2 separate regions of the Anas platyrhynchos genome follow, and region 2 is linked to region 1. A link is a contact called in public Hi-C data. All regions are on one chromosome and are shown on one strand. The core of a region is the stretch at or near the end of the contact, and the rest is flanking DNA. Distances in the headings are between cores, read along the strand shown.

Region 1 (6,925 bases), core at 3,657-6,156:
TGATGTGTGGAAAAAGCCTCAGGAACTAAGAAAATTGATTCAAAATTGCTAGAAACAATTGCATTTAATGCTTCAACTAAAATACAAAAGACTAAATTCACCTGGGAGGTCAGAATCTCTGCACAGTGAAGGTCTGCTGGTCTGCATTATTTTCAACTAGAAAATTAGCAGCAGCCAGCAATGACAGGGTTTTAGAGAATATGGAGACCATTGCATTTGTTTCTGCCACTCGAGCCACTGCCCCTGCATTTACCTGCCTAAACAACGGCAAAGGAAGTACACACATCCCTCTAGCAGACACTAATTATTGCCTGTAACTGCTTTCGACAAAGTCACAATACTACAGCTTGCAGTATTTTACTGTGAGCCTGTACAGCAGCCACAGTTCAGCAGAGCAGCAACCTCAACTGGGAAAAGGATTCACAGACTGGGAAAATTTGGGCTGGCAAACACTAACCCTTACCTATTAACTCATGACAGGTCCCAGGTGTTTGGATGAGTTACAACAGAGCAGCAGAGCTTTACAGAACTTGCTTAGCTCTGCATATTAAGTGTGGCAGGAAAAAAAAATCTGCTCCACTCAGCCCTGTAGGATCTTGGTGGGAATATTCCCTTTCCTCACTACACAGCCCGGTTATGCTGGCAGAAAGGTCTGATCTCTAACACCTGGCTCAGGGTTGGCCTGCAATTATACCAGTGGCTAGGAAAGAGGATTAAATTGTTTCAGCCTTCTGGCTGAAACATGTTTCTGCTTACTTCACACGCAGCCTAGAAGTGAAAAGAGATGTTTCTAGCCTTTCATATCCAGCATGATCCACCCTGGAAATCTCTATCTTTTCCCAAAGGAAAGGCTTAGTAAAATTTGGCCTGACATATGAGACATGTTTCAATCATGTTTTTATTGCTAAGTTCTGGCAAGAACCTCAAATTTCATTTCCAGATTCAGATACTGGCTTCTGAAGCATCAAGAACAGAAGTCCCATTTCTGGCTTTCCCCACTGCCAGCCAGTGATCGGCCAGTGAGGTACAGCTGGAGCCCCAAACCTCTGGGATTTTGCCAGTGCAAGACCAATGCAGAACAACAAGAAATGTGTAACGACAGACTGCATACATGCTCCCACATAAGGGATGCACCAGGGATGAATTTCCATAGGTAGGGATGTTAGATCAGTGCCGTCCACAGATTCATTGTCAGCTGTCCTGGGCCCCCCAGGACCCCCAGCCCCAGAAATACAGGAGTGTCATCAGTGACACCAGACAAGCCCGTTCTGCCCAGGCACAGCTCCGCTCTTGGTGTGCTCACACAAATTCCCTCTGTCCTTCACCCCGGCAGGCCACAGGCTGTTCCTGAGGCCCAGAGGAGCCCTGCTGGCTCTGCCTGCACAGCTGGGAGCACACAACTCCAGTGCAAGGCCCCCAGAGCAACATACGGGAGCAAAAAGGGAGCTGTAATTGTCTTGGTAGATACCTTAAGGAGACTTTTAATACTGCAGAGTAAAAAAGCATACAGTACAGGCCCCTGTAATATAATCATTGCTGAAAGTTGATGAGAAGTGCAAAGTCACGTTGAAATAGATCTAGCAATTTGGTCAATACTGGAGCTGCTTTTCCAGATGAGTGCGTATTCCAAAGCTGTCATTGTCACAGTCCCATTCGGACATTCGTCACGGGATTATCAAAGGTTTTTCTAACATTTCTATCAATTAACTAGCTACTGTTACTAATCGCTGGCCTTTTCTTCTCTCCAGCTTTTCATTAAATGCAGGGGGAACAACTGCTTTTAAGTTCTGCTTACAGAAGGGCTGAAGGCTGAGCCCATGCGGGGCTTGGCTGCAGCTGCAGGTGTGAAGGACCCAACTTCCTGCACTGGGGATGGATGGTGGAGCCTAAACCCCAAAATGAAACAGCTTAAGTTCAGCTTCTAAGAAGTCGAATTGCTGCACTTGCCAATTCACTTTGGGGCAGGGTGGTTCTTAGTGGTAGCTGGATCTAATTAAAATGGCATTACAGAGGTATCTTTGGTTGGTTTCCCCGGGGAACACTGCTTCTCAGGAGCTGAGGGGTCTTGGCATATCAGCGTTAGGTTGGTATTTAAACAAAATAGCTTGTTCACTTCATATGAATTATCAAAATAATAGGTTGTTTTCTAAAAACTTAGAATCTGTGTAGAAGTTGTCTCATTTGGAATTAGCATGAAGCAGGAGACAACTGCCAGCTTAGACAGCAAAGCAAGATGGTGTGCTTTGTGTCTGTGGGGCTTCATTGGTTTAGAAGGACCGTATGCCATGGTTGCCTGCTGTAGTACCAAGAAAGTAGGCAGAATGGCCCAAGAATTCAGCTGTGGCCTTGTGGTCTTGTGTCAGAAGCTAGCAAGCTTTTGGCCTGGAATGTCATACTCGGCTACCAAGTTTTTTATTGTCTAAAGAAAGGATTCAATAGGTTAACAGTCCATTAATGCAAGTATTTAATTATTCCATCTGCATTCAGGAGGCATAAAAATGGAGACGTTATGCAGAGAGAGCATAAACAACCTTCAGCAGGCAACATAAGCACAGATTTATAGCTTCACAGAAAACTGCACTACAAGGAATTTTACATGTCACTTAGTATGTCCCAGTAACCCCTAAAAATGCTATTTAAAGCACTCCTGACAGCACCTGGCTTTGTGGAATTTGGACCAGGCCCTCAGCAGCTGGATGTGGAGCCCCCTGACAGTGACCATCCCTACAGCCTGTGACCTTCAGCTCCTCCTCCCCTCCACCTGCTGCCTCACCAGAGGCAAAGCCCACTGCTCCTGGACTGCATGGCCACCTCCCCTGCAGGAGATCAATTAGCAATAACAAATTGCAGCTATTCCTGCCACTCCAAGAACTCTAACAGGTGTGCATTTACAGGACTGGATCTACAGAACAAAAGGCCTGAGTGGAGGAAGCTGCTTTCTTGGTTAACGTGCGATGATTGAGTTCATTGCAAGAGTATAATAATAGGGAGGAATATATAAGCTTCACATAAAACAGCAACTGATATGAAAGCTCAGCTGCAGCTGTCATTTGTAGAAATACAGAGGGTGTATGAGACTTATTAGGATACAAAAGATGGTATCTTGGACAAGAGCAGGCAACCTTACTCCATCATCTGAACCAATTGTTCCTTGGAGCAAGTGCTTATCTAAAGCCTGCTAAAGAAAAAAGCACAATATGACATCTAAGTATGATATTACACCCCCATAAATAGCTTCAGGTCAGGGTTTGATGATGTCTGTCTGCTTCTTGTATGACTGAAATGATGGCTTAGCCTGGGACTCACATATTAGGTTTTCTTCTTTTCTTGGCTTGGCTGAGATTTTAAAAATGAAAACCTGTGCTTTACTATTAACTACATTAAAATCAGTTATCTCAAGACTTAAGTACATTCATGTTTAAATAATAGCTACCATATGATTTAAATTAAAATTGCACCTATACTTGGTTAATTAGATAATGGAAAACTTTTTGTACTTGGAAGTGTACTTATACTTCTGCATAAAGTCAACCCTTTGTGTAGAACAGAAGTCTGTTTCATATCAACTATTTGATACCATAATTAGGACACATTCAAGCAGAGAATTACCACACAGTACCAACGCCATCAAAAAAAAAATCAAAGTCTGAACTTTACATGAACAGTTGCAATAACAGATAACAGCACAGAAAAAAAATAAAAGTGGTTAAGTAGACTATTCTTCAAGGATTTCTACATTATCTTCTGATTTATTTTCTTTTTGTTTCTCTAGCACAAAGCACAGTATGTATTTAATATTTTTTAATTGGAATAAATGCTTCAAAGCAATGTAAGGTTTCTAGAGTTTTGTTTGACAAACATCGAGTTATTTCAACTTAATTGCTGTAGTTTATTATGGCATTTTTTACACTTTTTATTCAGCCTTGGTTATCGACAGTAATGCACCTATTCTTATATTTCTGCTTCATCTTGACAGACTTGTAGATGTACTAATTTAATTTAATTATTTGCATTCCTTTACTGACTTTAAACTTAGAGTTACTAGACACTTTCCAGTCAACGGGATGCTTGACAGCAACCCCATATACCATGAAATAAATCCAATTCAGTTAGTCACTATTGAGAAAGAGTTTCAGGTTGCTTTTGACATAGATACTCTGGCACCAGTAACTGCACAGGCTGATCGCAATTCAGTCTTGAGGTAGGGATTTGTGTGCTATACTGTTTCAAGCTGCCAAAGCAGAATGGATATAGCTTTTGGGGTATGTCCTCATGATGTAAGAACAGCAATAACAGAAGTAGCTCTAACATTTCACCTAAATCGTAGCTACTGAGCTACAATTTTCTAAGGAGCCTGTGGAACGAAAAGGGAGTATGATAAGTCCATGAACATGTGCTGAAATGCCTTGCAAAACTGAAGCTTCTTTCAAAAGTAAGAGATCCCACCCCAGTTTCTCCCCCACTAATTTCCAGAGAGCAGGATATACAGCCTTAAAAAGGAAGCCCTGTTAGTATTACTGTGCAGTCTTAAAGGTTAGCAGTTACTTCCAGTGCCTGCGTGGAGAAACATTTTGCAAGCAAACCAAGGAGCACACTTGCACTGCAAAGGCTTCACCCCATTTCCTTCAGGAATATTGGTTTGGATGGGCCCACAGTGTTAACTCCAGCACGAGAGGTTTTTATTGCTATTTTTGTATGCTTTTCAGTTAACATAGCTGCACATTAAAGCAGAAATGGAGCACAAACTTTTATTTCTAGGCCTCAGCACTGAATGTTTGCCTAGGATCTAAACTATTGTTTACAGCAGTATTTGCTTATGCATGTGAAAACAGCCGCAGTATACAAGGCCAACTTCTCAATTAGTATCAAAGCTAGTTCTCCCCCGTGTAAACATGCCTCTGATGAGCAGACCCTTTCCTTGCAGAAAGCCTGAGCTCAGAAGTGTTCTCCCACCCCCAAGAGGCAGGGAAGTGTAGGTCTAAAGATGACAAATGGAAAATATGCACCAGGAATTCACCAAGACATTCACCAAGGCCAGGATCTGCCCCTACCCTGGCACAGATTTGGAGTAAAGCTGGTGGATTTGCAACCTCCGTTTCTAAGTAAAGGGACTGGAGGTTGTCCCCTTTTTTGTTTTGGCACGTTCCCGAGGGGTTATTAGCAGCAGGGGAGAAGTGCAAAGGGAGTAGGAAGCTGTGATCCTGGCCGTGGCACTCATACACACAGTGATGCTGGATGGCAAAAGCAGCACTCAAGCTCCTGTGCCACCTGAAGAGTGGAACAACAGCACGAAGAGAGGCATGCAGGCACTTCCAGTGAGCAGAGAAACATCACCAGCGCCCTGAGAGCACGCTCTTAATGTCAGTCCCTGCAAATGAATTTATAAAACACAATGAAAATCTCAAGGGCCTTTTAGGCTCCTTGAAACCCTACTGAGATATCCCCAGCTGTACCAGACATGTAACACATGACTTTCTGTTGTCTTCTCTGTTTCTCTCTTGCAGTGGCATTGAAAGCATCAGCAGCACCCATCAGAGTAGCCCTGGTCCACATCAGTCAAGTGGCGGCGGGGTTACAGGCTGCCAAAGGGGGCCATGCAGCAGCCAGCCCCACATCACTCCCATTTCAGAAGGGATGCATTTTTCACTCTCATCAAACAACAGCATTTACATACGTGCTAGTGGAAAGATAAATCCCACGTGCAAAGTCCCATCCAGGTCTGCAGCACTGCCTGCGTGTTGCTTGCCATCGTTATGACTTCTCCCTGGGAGAAGACTCCTCTTGTACCTTCCTGAGAGGGGAGAAAGTCCCCTGCCTGCTGCAGAGCTAGGTAGCAGGCCCACGGGGGTTAACTGATGGCCCAGGGAATTGATTTGTCAGCAGCGATACAACAGCAGGATGCGCTGCAGGATGACACAGCAGAACCAGAACGAGGGAGTCGGACCCTGAGGGATCTAAAAGGAATTTTCCTGGCCTCTGAGCACCATAGGTAGTTGTCGAAAATACATTTTAATGTGCTCATGAGACTGAAATGGATCTAGAAGTGGAAAATTCCCTCACCTGTGAGGGCATCCAGCAAATTCTGCAGCAATAAACAAAATGCTTTCCGCATAATCAATACACAAGTTGAACTTGTAGGCTCTACAGAAATGTCCTTCTGTTTAATATGAGGGAGAAAAGTTACAGGACCTTGCTGGAAGAAAAAATGTTTTTTCCTTCAGTCTGTGACAGCCTATTTGGTTTCAGCCTGGGCTACAAAGCACCTGATGCTGCTGCTGGCCTCCTCCTTCACTGCACTGTGCATTAGTTCATTAATAGCCTGATACATGCAGGGTGGTAGATACATTTCCAGGTTTATTCTGCCCAAATATATGACACCTCCTGGAAGTTGCTTGTGAATATCCAAAACCCAAATTCAGCCTGTACAATAAGTCCCCAGGGCAGCTGACCTAAACCGACCAAAGGGGTATCTCCCACCCCATGTGAGTGGGAACCTTTGCTCCCACCCCTCACACCCCTTTTCCCTTCAGTGAAGTTCCCTTTACCACAATCAGGGAGCCTTTTTCTTTCCCAGCTTGCTTGCTTTCCCCACTGTCCCTTTGAGGAGAGGGAGTGAGAACATGCTTGTGGTGGAGCTGAGCTGCCAGCAGGGTGCGACCACCACAGCCCACTGAAGGAGTGCGCTGTGCTGCTGCTCCCCAGTTCCTTCACTGACATTTGTAGCTAAATTGCCAGAGCTAAGTGGTGGTGCTGTAATTACAGATTAGGAGCTTTTCCTACTCAAAATAGCCCTTTTCTTCCTCTTACAAGTCTCTCAAGCTGCACAATAGCCTGAAGTAGATCATGCAAGTACCAGCCCAGAAATTCTAAATGAACAGAATAGCCATTTCTAATTGTGAGTTAAAAAAAAAAAAAAGTTGACTTA
Region 2 (7,519 bases), core at 2,860-5,359, 60 kb before region 1:
TTGCCTGACACAGTTAATTCTGGTCTAAATTTGTATTATGAATTTTTATTATGTTAGTGGCATCTGTCTTCCCCATGAAAAGGTTTCTCACAGACAACAAGAGCACATAAAAGACTCCTCAAAATATTGCATCTTAAGACTTAAGACTGCTGTTACCCTAAAGCATATAAAATATATTAGGCGATAATTCTTCCTTCTACAAAATGACAACCATCTCAAGAAAGTTACCTAAATAAAGACCAACTGAAAGTGTGCATCTTATTAAAGCAGAAGTTAGAACAAAGAAATCCAGAAATATCTTAAACCCATACTGCACTTTCACAGTAAGATTGCTTGGCTACTTTACTTACCTTTGTCATGAGGTGGGTCCTCAGGTAGGTCCACATCGAGCATGAGATCATCATCTTCAAGATCACATGAATCAAGATTATTCAAGATATCCTACAAGAAAGAAAATGGCAGATGGAGCTGTTTTCGTGATACCTCATTTATTCCAGTGCCATAAAGAGTTGATTGCAAAGCTTTATTACATCTCTTCTGTATACGTATCTGATGTTGTCAGCAGCTTCCTCTCTTTTGAGACAAGATCAGCCCTACCTGAGACTGTCTACACAAACTAACAACCCTCCTACTGATCTGGTACAGTAACGGATAGATTTAAACAATTTTATGCTTTGTACCTATGGAATGCTCCCAAGATTTTCTTATTTATTAATTTAGTTTTACAATGGACGCAGAGTATTATTTTACTTACTTAGGGTTCAAAGACAAGTTTATAAGGAGAAGATGTTAAATCACCTTGTTTCAGCTCTCACATCACACTGATCAAAAGATCATCATGTCATGAAAATGAAAGGGGTGGGTTAGGAACCTATAGTATCTTGGTTTAAGCCTTATCTTAAATCCCAGAACAGTGTTCCAACTCTTTTACGTGTTGTCTTTATGGAAGGCTTAAAAATTGACTTTAAACACTTTTTCCAAACAAATTATTTAGAATAGCAAGAAAAAGAACAGGGAAGATTATTTTCTAAGCAAATTATTGAGCAGAACTGTACTTTCACATTTTCCAAGGTGAACACATTGCCATCACCAAACACTTGTTTTCTACACCTATTTGTGATACGGATGGAAATCTCCTTTACTTGTATACTGTTACAAGGGAATAACTCTTAATACTAATAAGAACAGCCATTTATAATCTGGAAAAGCTACAGATTTTCTCCGGCATCGGCACACCCATCCTACACTAAGAGACAAAAACCCAATGCAAGCTATAATTGATTAACTTTGACACATTTTCTTCTACTGAATCCTTCAGGGGAAAGCCACCACTTTATACCTTTGACTCCTTTTCACTAAATGTACATGTCCAGACACCATTTTCAGATTCAGATTTACTTTACTGCTTTATTTCAACATAAATAATAACCAAAGCCAGACTCAGGACAAATATTGCCCCTCTAAAACGAAGGAATACAGAGGCCTCTCCATTCTTTATGTTACCAAAGGCACCTAGTACTTCAGAAAAAAAAAAACAAAAAAAAAAACAAGAAACTTAACTGTTTAAAGAGATGAGAAACAGTACATGATCATGCTTCTAGCTTTTAAGTATGTTTTAGTGTGGAACAGAAGGAAGAGAACACCTATATCCCTTAACATGTTTTGTCAGCCAGAGATTGGAATAGTCCCAAGGTTTTGACAAGAACTTACAGCTCCCAGCTGCTTTTTCGGCCAACAAAATTTAAAATATGTAATTATCAGTACCAAGCGCTGCTGCCTTTTGTCTTTAAAAATGTGCTATATATAAAGCTGTTTCTGAAGTTACAAACAAAACATCACATTGTGTAATAAGATAATAACAGAAAAATGCAGTAACATTAGTACCAATACTCCATCCAAAAAATTAGTCAGGTGTATTACAGGAAAACAACTGCAGTGACAGCGAAGTCAACTGACAGTGAAAGAGACAGAAATAAACTAACCTCTCTTCCTTTAAGAACACCAACAGTACAAAAAAAAACTCAAGAGGTCAAGGCTGCAAAATACTCTGTTGGAGTAGCCAGATGCTGCTAGCAACATGCTGCTGGAAAGCTATGTCAGACAAAATGCAGTACTTGATTAGAGAACACAGACTCTCTCACTTGATTGTTCAAAGATAAATAAACGTATTAATACCAAGTGATCACAATACGAAGCAGGTCTAAGGAAATTGTTAATGGTTACACAGCTCTAAAGCTCTTGACCTCTATTTTCTGAAATCCTGCAAATAGAAGTCATAGCTTTAAGGCCTAGGATTAGATTCAGACATTTCACACCTGCTTCTTTTCCAAGAACAGAACTGTACACTAGTACACAGACTATCAACACACCGCAAAACTGTATTCAATTGGAAAGCTATCCCTTCGCTGGCTAATCATGTTAGATTTGCTTTGTCAGAGATGTCAGAAACAAATAACATTGACAGGCATCGCTGAACTGTTGACCCAAATGTTCTTCTGCAGTGTTCCTATAGTATTCACAAAGTATTCCTCTATTTGATTACAAATGGTGGAAAAAGCTAAGGATATTTTAAGATTTTTTTTCTTGACAGAACAATAAACATTCTCCATTTCTGCAGGGAAATGCACTTCTCGACATTGGAGAGAGGATATGAATCAAGAAGTTAACATTCACTTCATAAAACATGTGCAGTATCAAGGGACAGTGGAATATTTGAGACAAAACCACCTCGTTTTGTTATATTCTAGAAGTCCTACCTGAATAATATTGCTTACATATGTCATTCTAACTATTTACAGGAAAAGAACAGAAGAAAAGCACAGAATATCAGGACACTGAATAATAAATTACTAGAGAAAAGCTTTCACAAATTGAAAGTAATTTGAATAAAATGCATATTTACCATTCAGGGGAACAGACTGCAGATGTTCACTCATTTTTACATCCATTAATTTACATTTTTCCAGGAACTCAAATGTTTTTAAGCAACGTGTATTTTTAAAGCAATTTTGTAAAATGTAGGTGTTGGAGAGGCAAATTCAGTTTGTTAGTTGATAAATAGCTTCTATGCCATGCTTTGATCTTCAAAATTAGTACGAAGAAGGACTATTTTCCCCTACTGTGGGAACCTTAATGAACATGACAAATTAGTTGAGCAGTGGCCACAAATGCTTAAGGAAGTTGAAAACATTGCCATTACCATGCAAATGCATTTTAAAATACAATCAAAAAACATAGTATGTCAGAGTGTTAACTAATAAACCCAGATAAGCCACTTTGCTATCCCTGTATCAGAGCTTCAGAAGTCTAATGATGTCAGAAAAGGTCAGCATTTGAGATGCCAAACATACTTCTCTGTCAACAGCACATTTCATTATGTTTCCCTAATTATACATTCCTGAACCGCACTGAGGCAACTCCATGCTAGAAAACAAAATCTGACTATGAAGTCTTTGCAATATCTGGACCCCATGTGAATTCCCTTTGAGCATTTCCTACAGTTATCTAGGTAGGAAAGATAACAGGAAATGAACTGTTGTTAATGTCATCTTGAAATAGTTACAAGATAAACTTCAGGTTTCATCAGCAAGTTTGTACATATAAACCTGCATTTACAGCCTTCGGTTATTCTTACTGCTGTATAATGAATTTAACTACAAGACAGTAACATTGTTAAGAAGAGTGCTTAACAGCTACTATCATCAAGTTCTGCCTAGAATGGATGTAGAAATTCTCCAAACTACACCAGCTACAACCCTATAGATTATTACATGTTTTAGCAAGTATTAAGAGTTACATTAAGGGAATAATCCTACTTGGTTTGTATCATTGAGAAGAATAATGTATATAAAAGTGCATAGCAGCTGGTCAAAAGAGGTGATTCTCTTGATATATTTAGCCTTGGTGCAGCCTCACCTGCAATACTGCATGTAGTTCTGGGCTCTGCAATATAAAAAGGACATTAAGGTCCTTGAAAGCATCCAGACAAGGACAAAGCTAGTAAACTGGCTGGAGGGCATCTCCTGTGATGAGAGGATGGGCACTCAGGTTGACTAGCCTGGAGAACAGGAGGCTGAGAGACGACCTTGTTGCTCTCTGCAACTCCCTGAGGATGGGAAGTGGAGAGGGAGGCACTCCTCTTTTCTCCCTGGTATCCAGTGACAGGACACACAGGAATGGTTCAAAGCAGTGCCAAGGAAGGCTCAGACAGGACATCAGGAAAAACTTTTGAAAGGTTAGACACCGGAACAGGCTGCCCCGAGAGGTGGTTGGTGCCCCATGCCTATCAGCGTTCAAGAGGCTGCAACTTGTCAGCCCCAAAGTTGTCAGGCAGTTGGTCTCTGACCTTTGGAGGTCCCTTCCCACTAAACTATCTTTTTTTTTTTTTTTTTTTTTTTTTTTTTTAAATTTCACAAGACTAGATTCTCAAGATGTTACAACTTATGAAGACATACAAACTGCATAAATTACAAGTCCTCTGAACAAGTTCCTACCAGAACCCTCAAAATACCAGAGTTATTGTTATATGTCTTGAGTAATTAGTTTTTAAAAATGTTTTTTAAAATTTGACATGCAGGACACCAACCAAGTCTTACAAAAAAAAAACAACAACTAACACCTGTTAGCATTACAATGTACTTCCTTGTAAACTTCAAAAAAAGCAGCTTGCCAAAGCCCCTAAATCATTTAAAGCAGACAGGTGTGCTTGTCACATACCACAAAACAAAGATAAGTCAGATATTCTGGTCAGATGTCAACTTCATTCTTTGTCTACTACCAAAGAGAGACTACCTAAATAGAAACATCAGTGTCTGCGTTAGCAGAACAGTGAGCAATACGGGTGCTGCACAATACGGGTTTTAACACAATACGGGTGCTGCACAATACGGGTTTTAACACGAGTCTGATCCTCTAGTGATGGATACATTACAACAAATTCAGTAATATGGATTTTGCTTCATGTCACACAGGAGGAAACTGTAATCAAAGTTCTCAAAAAACATACTCTTGAAACAGATGACGTATAGTGACTCTGGGATAAGAAATTAAATTTCCAGACTAATGTATAAGCCTCTAAGAAGTAGGTAACAGTTTCAAGTTATTCATTTAATTCATCCAGAAATGGGAGTCTTCACATTTGCAGCATCATAACAGAACAATCCTCATATGCAGAGATGATCCAACATGCACTTCAGAATCAGAATCACCTAGGTTGGAAGAGACCTCCAAGATCACCGAGTCCAGCCTCTGACCTAACACTAACAAGTTCTCCACTAAACCGTATCACTGAGCTCTACATCTAAGGGTCTTTTCTAATGCACCAGAGGACCCTTCAAAACAGGACTACAGCAGTTCCTCGTACCAGCACTCTCTTTTGTAACAAACTCAGTTTCAGAAATTTCCCATCCTACCACTTCCCAATGAAAAGGCACAGCTCTTTTTGAGATCCTATCTTTTTTTTTCCTCTTTTTTTTTTTTTTAAAACAAACAAACAGATAGAATAGCTGAACGGATACTGTAACTTTTGTCACACATTTCCTCCAGTGCAACAGTCTTAAGAATGACCAAGCAAGCAAAGCTTCTACTTGATTACTTCTGAAGTTAGGAAAAGTATCACAATACAGCTGTGATACATCTCAGCAGCCCAACAGCATGGTGAAGTTGTACTGCTGTACAAAGCAACAAAGACGGGGCTGCCTGAGAGGCCAGCTACAAGATACCTACCTTCTAGAATTCACTTGGAAAAGGTATTCAAAAAAGCATGGGTATTACAAGAAGAAGTAGAAAATAATTCACAGGAAACTAGTTCCAGACCACAGAAAAGCACCACAAAATAAGAGAGTTTACGAACTACTGTTTTGTGAAGAGAAACCTGGCTAGGCCTCCAAACAGCATACCTACCCGTCCAGCTGAACATGGCTTATTGCTTTTATTTGTACAAACAGGAGGGTTTGGCTGTGATGTAGCAGATGTGCAAATAGCAAAACATAGTTTTAGCTCCAAAAACCTTAACAGAGAAGGCAAACTGAAGCCTTTGCAATCATTCCTCCAGTTTGAATTCTTGTTGACAGCAAGCATCACTAAAGAAAGTGAAAAGTATTCTTTTCCTCAAACAAAAATATAGACTAGATTTTTTTACATATAATACACCGGTTTTTCTAACATTACTTATTCATTATATGCAAGACTGTATACAAATATACACATTTTTATAAAAATGTATCAGTAATCCTTCTGGTATGCCAGAGAGAAAGGCTAGAATTCCCCAGGAAACCAAGAACAGGGTAGGAAAGGAGCTATTTTAAATGTTGTATTGCTGCAAGTCATATTAGGGATAATTAAGCCCAACATCCAAACAAGTGTTTTATCATTTTGTTCATGCTCCATTAAGGAGTGTTGCCAAGACAACAAATGCAACAGGACCTTTGTTCTGAATACCCAAGACATTTTAACTATTGGATATTAGTCTTAAATAATGATGTATTCCTCTTTGAAAACATTTTTATAAGGGCATTGTATGTTCTATCTAGGTTTACAGAACGCAGATAGGAAATAATTATTAGGTTAAGTTACTATCCACTATTTCTCAAAGAGCAGCTAGGCTCGCTGCTTAATTATTTTAATTATATGCTAGAACATGTAAAAAAAAAAAAAATGAAGTTCAAGAGCACAAAGGGAAAGAAAAAGAAAACCTGAAATATTAACTGTTCTGTTGAGATTTTACCAATTCATAGCAATAGCACTAACCAAACATGCAGCACAAGTGAAATCCCACAGCCACAAAAAGCATTCCTTTACTGCCATCTAGCCTCCAGTAATGAATCTACAAAAACACACCAGGAGGGAAAAATGGTCCGATCATCTTTCTGCAGAATTTCAACTACGGCTAGGAATGTTTTGTAACTCCAGTTTTGGTTTGATTTACTTTAGAGCACAATAACAGAAAGACATAAGCATTAAGTGTAATGAACATAGGCAATATCTGCTCCTTTCTACTCATTGCTTCTGTTTCCAGAAAAGTCTACCAATATCAGAAGTTCAGCATTACTTCTGAAGTTACTTGCAGTTAATGTACAAGTAATGGACCATTTTACATCATAAAGCAATATGTATTTTTTGCTTAAACTCTTAAATGGCAAAAACACCGCTATGAATGATGTTCTCTCCACTGACTTAAACCTATATTAGAGCTGCGAGGTTCAGCCTACATGAGTATGGTGAGAGGAAGACCTTGAGAGTCAGGAGGAACTACAATTTAAGTAGTTTGTTACCTCAGGACTTCCAGATTACCAGACATCCTGTATGATGGGTCTACTGCTCATTTCTAGGGATCAGTAGAGACACATGCTTCAGCTCTCCAAATACTTTTGAACTTGGTTTTACTGCCTCTTCTTAGGCACATGCATCAGCGGTGAATTTGAAAAACACATAGCATGAAATACCAAGAACAATCCAGTTTAATTTGGCAATTCAGTTATAATAGAAGAGCTATGTAAAAGTACCTTCAGGCTCAAACAAC

Evidence for each region. Hi-C and Micro-C count contacts between places; a contact is called where the count stands out from the background.
Region 2: a contact with region 1 is called in a Hi-C map of liver, with 2.2 times the contacts expected there. The contact joins two enhancer-like sites. A contact is called at or near these places in 2 of 8 Hi-C or Micro-C datasets (liver and skeletal muscle).

What each region holds. Positions count from the first base shown.
Region 1 is chr6:11,177,587-11,184,511 of IASCAAS_PekinDuck_T2T, reverse strand. No RefSeq gene overlaps it. Among named protein-coding and RNA genes, the nearest start is that of CCSER2, 28 kb to the left of the region's middle. Within about 2 kb of position 4,906, at least 2 of the 8 cell types and tissues checked have an H3K27ac peak or open chromatin away from gene starts, as enhancers often do.
Region 2 is chr6:11,236,306-11,243,824 of IASCAAS_PekinDuck_T2T, reverse strand. CCSER2 (coiled-coil serine rich protein 2) reads right to left here. Exons shown (of 10, transcript XM_038180972.2): 4 at 351-441. Among named protein-coding and RNA genes, the nearest start is that of CCSER2, 31 kb to the right of the region's middle. Within about 2 kb of position 4,109, at least 1 of the 8 cell types and tissues checked has an H3K27ac peak or open chromatin away from gene starts, as enhancers often do.